2 separate regions of the Gossypium hirsutum genome follow, and region 1 is linked to region 2. Evidence: chromatin contacts called from public Hi-C data. All regions are on one chromosome and are shown on one strand. Each heading gives the region's core, a stretch centred on a gene start, on an enhancer-like site or on the middle of the called end of the contact. The rest is flanking DNA. Distances are from core to core; before and after follow the strand shown.

The links. A called contact is a pair of places that touch in the nucleus more often than the background predicts.
Region 1: a Hi-C map of leaf shows a contact between it and region 2, with 4 times the contacts expected there. The contact joins the promoter of LOC107918444 here to the promoter of LOC107918790 in region 2. A contact is called at or near these places in 13 of 34 Hi-C or Micro-C datasets (anther, callus, hypocotyl and 3 more).

The regions. Positions count from the first base shown.
Region 1 is chrD13:16,332,058-16,336,368 of Gossypium_hirsutum_v2.1, forward strand. It overlaps LOC107918444 (ureide permease 1), which reads left to right and starts at 1,504. Exons shown (of 9, transcript XM_041108798.1): 1 at 1,504-1,782; 2 at 2,419-2,721; 3 at 2,801-2,939; 4 at 3,020-3,164; 5 at 3,275-3,318; 6 at 3,396-3,493; 7 at 3,576-3,710; 8 at 3,802-3,950; 9 at 4,054-4,311. The coding sequence starts at 2,485. The coding sequence ends at 4,069.
Region 2 is chrD13:16,108,673-16,113,259 of Gossypium_hirsutum_v2.1, forward strand. LOC107918790 reads right to left here and starts at 1,554. Exons shown (of 5, transcript XM_016848378.2): 1 at 1,201-1,554; 2 at 1,026-1,098; 3 at 153-204; 4 at 1-40. The coding sequence starts at 1,296.

The DNA of each region.
Region 1 (4,311 bases), core at 254-2,753, 220 kb after region 2:
TAAATTATTAGTTTTAATATGTATTGGTAACGTATTATTATTTCATTTATTTAAATTAATATTAGCAAAACTTAAAATTTTAATTATTTGTTATTTTGAAAAATCAATTTATTATTAAATAATTGATTAAAAATACTAACCATTAATAATTATTGCAAATATATGAAAACTATAACTTTAAGTTATAATATGTTAAATTATTTATTACTCTTTAGTCTTTACTAAATTATATATGAGCTTTTGTTTAAAAAAAGTCTTATGAGTCTAATTTATAATTAATATTGAACAATTTGGCAAAATAAAAGTAGGAATATATGAAAATAAATGGAAGCTTATCATAAACACTTCAAAGTATATGTTTTTTCTTTTCTTTTTATGTTTAAAAAACTGTAAAAAAAAAGTTAAATATTTTTAGCACATAGACAATGTTATATTTTTAAAAAATAATTTTATAGATTACTTTTACATATTTCCATAAACACTTTAATAAATTTGAGAGTTAAAACAGTTTATTTTAACATTCTCAATATTTTGAAAATATTTTAAATTAATATGTTTAAAATTTTAAATTATATTATGCTTTAAAATGTCTTGTACATTGAAATTTTTAACAGAATTTTAAAAAAAATTTAACAAACATATTCGAAACTTTTTTGAAATTATTAGAATTTTTACTTAAATGTTTAAAAAGTGATTAAAATATGTTAAAAACATCCTACAGTTTTTTAATTAAAAATGTATAGAAATTTTAAACTTCTTTCAATAAATTAGGTTTTTTTTTTCTTCCAAAAAAGCTAATTTAAATTTAAAAATATATATAAAAAGTATTTAAAATATTATACAACTAATTATATTTGGAATAAAATTTAAGCAATTTATATATTATTTATATAAACATTATAATTATTTAAAAAATAGTAAACTAATTATAAAAAATTACAAAATTATAAAATATTATTTTGATTGATACAAGGATACAATATACGGCTTCTTCTACACATTCATGGCTAACCCATAAAGGAAATGCCTAATAATAAGGACTCATAAAAAAATCGATAATTTACTCATGAGAAAAACATTTACCACATTAGGCACTAATTTCTTTTTAACGTTTAATTAGATCAAGTAATCATTCAAATTGACCGAATTAGTTTAATATATGGGAATTCTCTTTTCTTTTTCTTTCTTAGCACAAAAATTGAAAGATATATATATGATAATTGTTTAATGTATGAAATTTGGTGGTTTCGTTTCTGTTGTTAGTTATTTGTTTTTTTATAAAGATTTATTGTATTGTTTTTCTACCATATAATAATTTAAACGTATAAACCAAAAGTACTATTGCAGAGTAATTTTCTGCTTTCTTTTATTCTAGGTGGTGCTTTGATGGGTTTTTTTTTTTCGAAAGTTTTGTTTTTGATTATTTGTTAAGTACACATTTTTATTTCTTTGTTGTTATTTGACAATAATTTTGGATGTTATGCAATTAAATAAAGCCCCATATTGACTTTACAGTAAGTAGCTATAGTCTATGCCTAAGCCAACCAACCATTGAAAATCATTTGCAAGGAGTTAAGGAATCCTTATCAGAGTCTGGATCTAAAGGGAATCTCTTACTGAGGTTTCACATTCCCCTTTTTTTAGTTTACTTGCGGCCTTTCCACCCTTTTAATTTCTATTTTCTTCTTTGTCGTTTGTTATTTTCCTTGAATCTGCACGTATCTCAGCTTTGTTTTAGCACAATTCTCTGAGTCACAGTTTCTTGCCATTAAACTGGTTAAGGTAAAAACTTCAAACACTCGTATAATTCTGATATCATGTGTATTCATGTGTGGCCTACTGAACTTTTCTGGGTTATTATAGTTTATTTGATAACTAGACTATTGTTGGGACTCTGGGTGGTCTACCTTATTTGGTCACTTATTTTCATACCCTTTTGCTTTTCCCTATGATTTGCATATGGTAAGTGTCTAATTCATAACAAACATGCTGTTCATACTTCAGGAATTTGAGTTTTTGCTGGAATTTTTCTTTGGTTTCTTTGTTCCGTTGACTTTTGATTACCAATTCTGGATCTGTTTTTCCCCACAGAGCATGCTCTATTGTTGTTTGTTTATTTGCATATTCCATGTTTTTCTTTTCTGGGAATTATGAAGCTTTATCTTTCTTAAATATGAGCTTTAAACCAGTTATTTCTAAGGAGGCCAATCTGGTTTTATAGCAATGTCTTGTCTGTGCATGTGTTTTTGCCTACTCAGATATAGGCTTCTTTCTTTCACCAATTGCAAGCTTCTTGGAGCCTCACCTATGGTGTTGTAATAGTTTTGGGACATATAGGGCTTAATAGCCAAGAAAATTAACTAAACTTTGCTCAAATGAAAGATTAGATTGGACTCTAAGACTTCTTGTTTATAACAGGATTTTGCAGGCATTGCATCTCTGATATATCTACCAATTGAGAGGATCATTTGTAATGGTTTGAAAATGTATGTGGTGGAAAGCAAAGGAGGTGCCATTGCCTGTATGCTTCTGGCATTGTTCTTTTTAGGCACATGGCCTGCTATTATGACGCTACTCGAACGTCGAGGTCGTCTTCCTCAACATACTTACCTTGATTATACAATGACAAACCTCTTGGCTGCTGTTATTATTGCTTTAACATTTGGTGAAATTGGCAGCAGCACTCCTGAGAAACCCAATTTTATTGCTCAACTATCTCAGGTTAGTCCCCTCCATTTTCATGGTGGAATTGAGACTCTGAATGTAGACTATCGCAGTCTTTTAATGGTGATTGATGCAGGATAACTGGCCTTCCATTTTGTTTGCGATGGCCGGCGGGGTGGTTCTCAGCCTTGGGAATTTGTCTACACAGTATGCATGGGCTTTTGTTGGTCTATCAGTGACAGAAGTGATCACTGCAAGCATTACAGTTGTTATAGGTCCGCGTTTCAGTCTGTGCATAAACGGAACTTGATCTTCGAATTTCTTAATTTTAGTTAACCTTGTGCTGATTGAACAGGCACAACCTTGAATTACTTCTTGGATGACAAGATCAACAGAGCTCAAATTCTTTTCCCGGGCGTCGGTTGCTTCTTGATTGCTGTTTGTCTCGGATCAGCTGTTCACTCATCAAATGCTGCAGATAATAAAGCAAAACTTAAAGGGTATTTCCTGTTCAATTTGCTTCGACAATGAACCGTATACGAACTTTGTTACGTTTAAAGCCTTTATAGTTCCTATGCATATAAGTTGCTATATCTGTTCTATTTTCCAGGGCTGGATATTCCCCCACATCGAATGGGGCACTCACAAATGAGGGTACAAAGCTCTAATATATCTTACCTTGTTACTTGCTGCTCACTTCTTATTCTGAGACTCCTTTTACTAGTAAACAGAACTAAGGAATCTGGAGAAGGGGACCGGTATTATAGAGGAGGCAAAGGCCGGAACTGCGGAATTCCTTTTAGAGCTCGAGAAACGGAGAGCGATTAAGGTTGGACTTTCGAGGTTTTAGTTTCTTCATTCAATGGCTTTTGCACATATTATACATGATATTGGTTTGAATGTCATTGCAGGTGTTTGGGAAGAGCACTATAGTTGGTTTATCCATAACTTTCTTTGCTGGTGTTTGCTTCTCTCTATTCTCTCCAGCTTTCAACTTGGCAACAAATGATCAATGGCACACTTTGAAGGAAGGGGTTCCACACTTGGTTGTCTATACCGCATTTTTCTACTTTTCAGTCTCTTGTTTCGTGATCGCCCTCATCCTTAACATCACCTTCCTCTACCTCCCTGTATTAGACCTACCGAGATCATCGTTCAAGGCTTACATCAATGACTGGAATGGCAGAGGCTGGGCACTTTTGGCTGGGTTGTTGTGCGGGTTCGGGAATGGTCTCCAGTTCATGGGAGGCCAAGCTGCAGGGTATGCAGCTGCGGATGCTGTGCAGGTACTTTTAGTCCATCTTCAATACCATATTTAAAAAAACATAACATAACATCAATTTTCATATATATTGTTTGAACTAATCTGGAATTTGGTGATGAGGTAAGGCACTTCCACTTGTGAGCACATTTTGGGGCATACTATTGTTTGGAGAATACCAAAAATCGTCGCGGAGAACATACGTATTACTTTTCGGGATGTTGTTTATGTTCATTGTAGCTGTTGGTGTTCTAATGGCATCGTCAGGGCATCGAAAATGAGCATTGCAGGAAGCTTTTGAGTGATCAAAATAAGTTATTGCATTGCATATAAACTCAGGGCTTGATGAAACAACTCAAAACAGATGCTGATATTCATGTCCATAG
Region 2 (4,587 bases), core at 304-2,803:
CAACTGCAGAACCTCGTCTGGAGAAAAATGCCGGTCCAGGCTGTGACAAAATTTAGCAAAACGATAAGTAAAAATGAAAGAAACAAAAATGACAGAACAGGATCGAAAGAGGGGATCAGTTCGGAGCAGCAAGAACAGGAGGCAGAACAAACCTTTTCCTCAGGAATTCCATCAGACCATAGAGGACAAAGTGGCGATGCACGCCTGCGAAGAAGCAAATTAGATTCAAAGTTATGCATTAATGTAGATTGTTAAAGACCAAAATGAATCCTAGTTATTTTACCATAAAAATGTGCATTAACTGCTAAATGCACCAAATAATTTACCACATATAAGTTATTTGAACAACTGAAGTAGCTCTAAGGTTTGAAAGCTTAACATTGGCATATAAACAATATACATGAAGCACCATTTGTTTTTGAAGTTACAATTTACAAGTATATCAACAGTTTCCATCCAAATCAATCATTACAAGCACTGAACTGAACAATTAAGTCAACAATCAAACTAACTTGCGCATACATGATTTACACATGAGGGACTTGAACTTGGAATCTAAAAGTTCCTAATGCCTCAACCTTGCCATTTAGCCAATGTCTCATTGACATGAAAAACACCATTAGGTTCTAAAACTACCAGATCAAATACAGAATCAAGTCAACTACAGAAATAAAAAGCTGACCTTTTTACTGCAATTACCAGCTAAATACATATTCATTAAAGGTTTTTGCTGAAAATATTGCTTAACCATTTTTCACCACAGCAATAAGAAAATTAACGGAATCAACATTTGAATTGATCACATTACTAGCATGTTAAAAAGTAATTCACAAACTGAATCATAAATACAAATTTCCAATAAAACTTTACAATTAGAATCCAGAAAAAGAAAATTCAATTCATTTTTTTTCCAGATAACTCCTAAGAATCAATATTTAAACTGAAATACAAAAGAACTTCTCCCTATAAAAAAACAATTCACAAATTTAAAAAAAAAAAAGAAGAAGAAGAAGCGATGAACGTGCCTCGTAATTTGACGGGAGGATAAATTTCAAGTGCTTCCAATAGCCTGAGCTCCAATTCCACCTCCTGTTGCTCCTAATAAATCAACAGATAAATATAAAATTTAAATAAAAATCAACAAAAAAAAGTGATTACTAATTGCATAAAACGGAGAAAAAACGAAACGGCGAGAGAAACCTTAGGAAGAGAAGAGGCGGAGGACGGCGGAGCTTTGCAAGGAGAATGTACGGAAACGCCATCTTGTTCCTCTTCTTTTTCTCTTCCACCCTCCATCCCCTCTTTAATTACTTTTCTGCAGTCGTAAAAACAAACACCAGTAGGTGAAATTACTTATACTATCTTTCAGATTAAACTTCAAAATTTGAACTATTAATATTTTTTCCCCTTTCTTGGGCTGGATCCGAAATATACTTCCCATTCCAAGTTTTGTTTTGTTTGTGCCACGATTGGTACGGCCCATTATTTTGGTAGATTTCATGGGGAAATAAGAGACCTTGGGCTTCCTTACCTCTAAATTTGGAATACCTTAGTAATTCGTCAAAATTTCATCCCAATGACAGCTATATCAATGGTTCCACTAGAATTTCTTTACCTTAAATTTTACTGCTGAATTCTAATTTTGATTATTTGAAATATTTTATTTTTGTATTTAAAAAATATTAAAAATTAATAAATTAACTGAAAATTTTGTATTTAATTAAATAAATACTTGAAGAATAGAAATATATAAAATAAGTTTTTAATATTATATTATTTAACTTATTATTGTTAAATATTAAAATAAGATATAAAAATATTTTCATTGAATTTTGTGTTCAAATTATTCTAAATTAAAATTGGACAGTAAAGTTTAATAAAAACAAAAATTTAGTGGTAAAATTTAATCAAGTAAAATGGCAAAATTCGATGCACAATTAAAGCATGGTAGTAAATTTAATTCATAAATATCAATAAAAATAAAATTACATACTAATCCAATAATCTAGTTTTTTTTTAAGTATATTGGAGGAGTTAATTCTTTATATTTTATCAATTTTTTTTATGCATCTAAAGGTATGAGATTTCCCCTTTTGGAATTATTGATAAGACTCTCAAAATTAATCAAAAATAGGAACCCTAAAAACCTCACAAGGAGAAACATCATATGATTGTGTGAGTTTAGCATAATTATAATGGTGGAAATATGATGTTTATAACCAATGGTATTCGTTATTTGCTGAAGAAGAGAAAGAGTGAAAGAAGAAAAGGTCATTGGGACCACATGGTTTCATTGTCTCTTCACACTTACAGCTGATTTCATATATTGCAACATCTAAATTTTATTATAAATTTATGAAGTTTAATTGTTTTTAAAACTTAATGCGCATGAACAAAAGTTGGCTCACAGTAGCACGTTTTTCGTCTCTCTTTGTTTGTTCACAGTAGCAAGTCTTTTGTTCCTTTGTTTTGTCGGTTTCTTTTGATTTCTTTATTTTTTATGCCACCTTTGCCTTTTGCTATTTTTGCTTTCGAAAATGGAAAAAAAACCTTGCTAAGTTGAGTATAGAAGATGTTAAAGAAGAGGTTTGGCAATTTTCTCATGGATTTGAGTTGCAGAAAAAGGCTTATGAATTCAGTCTTGTTGGATGTTTTATTACGGCGAGTGTGATACATTTTCCTGCAATGAGAAACACTTCGACAAATCTCTTGCATTCATTGGGGTAAGTTCAAATTTCAGATTTGGGTGAGAAACGTTTTTTATTCAAACTCTTTCATGCACTTGATATTGATAGAATGATCAATGGCGCCCTGTTGACGTTCAATAACCACCTTTTGGTGTTTTACCGTTTAAAGGAGGATGAAGATCCGATGCAAGTTCCTTTGGTTTTCTCGTATTTTTGGGTCCAAATACATGATTTACCCTCTGGTTTTTTTTTTGAAAATGTTGCTAGATAGTTCAGAAATTTCATTGGAAATTTTGTGGAATATGATTCTAAACTGCAAAACCGTGGGTATACAAATTTTATGAGGATTCTAGTTCAAGTAGATGTTCGTGTTCCATTAAAGAGACGAAATAAAATAAAGATTTCTCAATCGAGTTTTGTTTATGCGAATTTTAAATATGAGAAATTAACGCTTTCGTTTTATTTGCGGATGTTTGGGACGTGGTGATAAGTTCTGTCTAGTTAGATTATCGCGTGGATAATAAGAGTTAGAGTTAGGTTAGGATTTGTCGTTAAAAGCATAGTCAATAAGGGAAACTACCACGGCCAATTTTTGGCTTTGTGAGGAAGATGATGCAAATTTTTTGAAAGCCAATTTTGAAAAGCAAGATTCTAGGAGAAATTTATGGAATATTAGAGGGCAGGAATCAGGGTACAAAATTAATCCCATATTGGGATTAAATTTGAAAGTAAATTCGAATATTATGGAAAGAAAAGTGGTGGGCTGCTCAAGTGGTTTAGGTAAAGACACTATGGACCATGACTTGGAAAACAACCCATTAGAGGGTCTTGAAGGCAAGAAAAGACAAAGATCGAATTTTTTGAGCTCTATAGTTTCTGAGTTTTCAGATTTGAGGGGGATCGATGATGGGTATAAGAACACCCTACTCAAAGGATATCAGCGACAGTCGACCAGATGCAATGAAAATTCTTTGTTGGAATGCTCGTGGATTGGGGAATCTGCGGGATGTTCGTAGAATTCGACATATGCTAAAAATTTATCATCCCCATATTGCCTTCTTTATGGAGACTAAACTAAATTCGAATGTATGGAGAAAGTTAAGAAACAGTGTGGTTTTCAATGTAAGATTGATGTTCGGGCTGAGGGTACTTGTGAAGGATTGAGTATTGGGTGGAATAAGGGGTGTTTTATTATATTGAGGAATTTCTCAAGAAATCACATTGATGTAGAAGTGCAAGAAGTTCCCACTAAGCCCAAATGGAGAATGACAGGTTTTTATGGTGTTTCAAATTCTCGTCATAGAATTGAATCATGGAATCTATTACGATTGTTAGGACATGATCAAAATTTTCCATGGATGGTATGTGGCGATTTTAATGAGATTATGTATGCTTTTGAAAAAAAATGGCGGCATTCCTAGGGATGAAGGACACATGGAGGAGTTTCAATTGGTTCTTATAGAATGCCAGTTAGAAGATATGGGCCATTTAGGTCCTCGGTTTACGTGGGAAAAGGGTAATTTGCTAGAAAACAATATTTGAGAAAGACTCGACCGTGGAATGGTAAATGCTGAATGGCGGTCATATTTTTTTGAATTCTCGTTACGCCATCTCTCTCATTCTATTCCAGATTATTGCCCCTTATTTATTAATACATGGAATGAAGCCCAACATCATACAAAAGAAAGTTTCGCTTTGAAACTTAGTGGGCTATGTAGGAAACTTGTGAGGTAGAAATAAAACATCTATGAGAGAATAGTTTTGGTCACGTCACTGATCGACTTGCTCAACTTTGTGGAGGTTTACAAAAACAGATGGATAATTTGAAAAATGACAGAGTCGATAAGTCGAAGAAGCTTCTTAGGCGTATAGATCAATTGGATGCGATGGAAAGAACGAA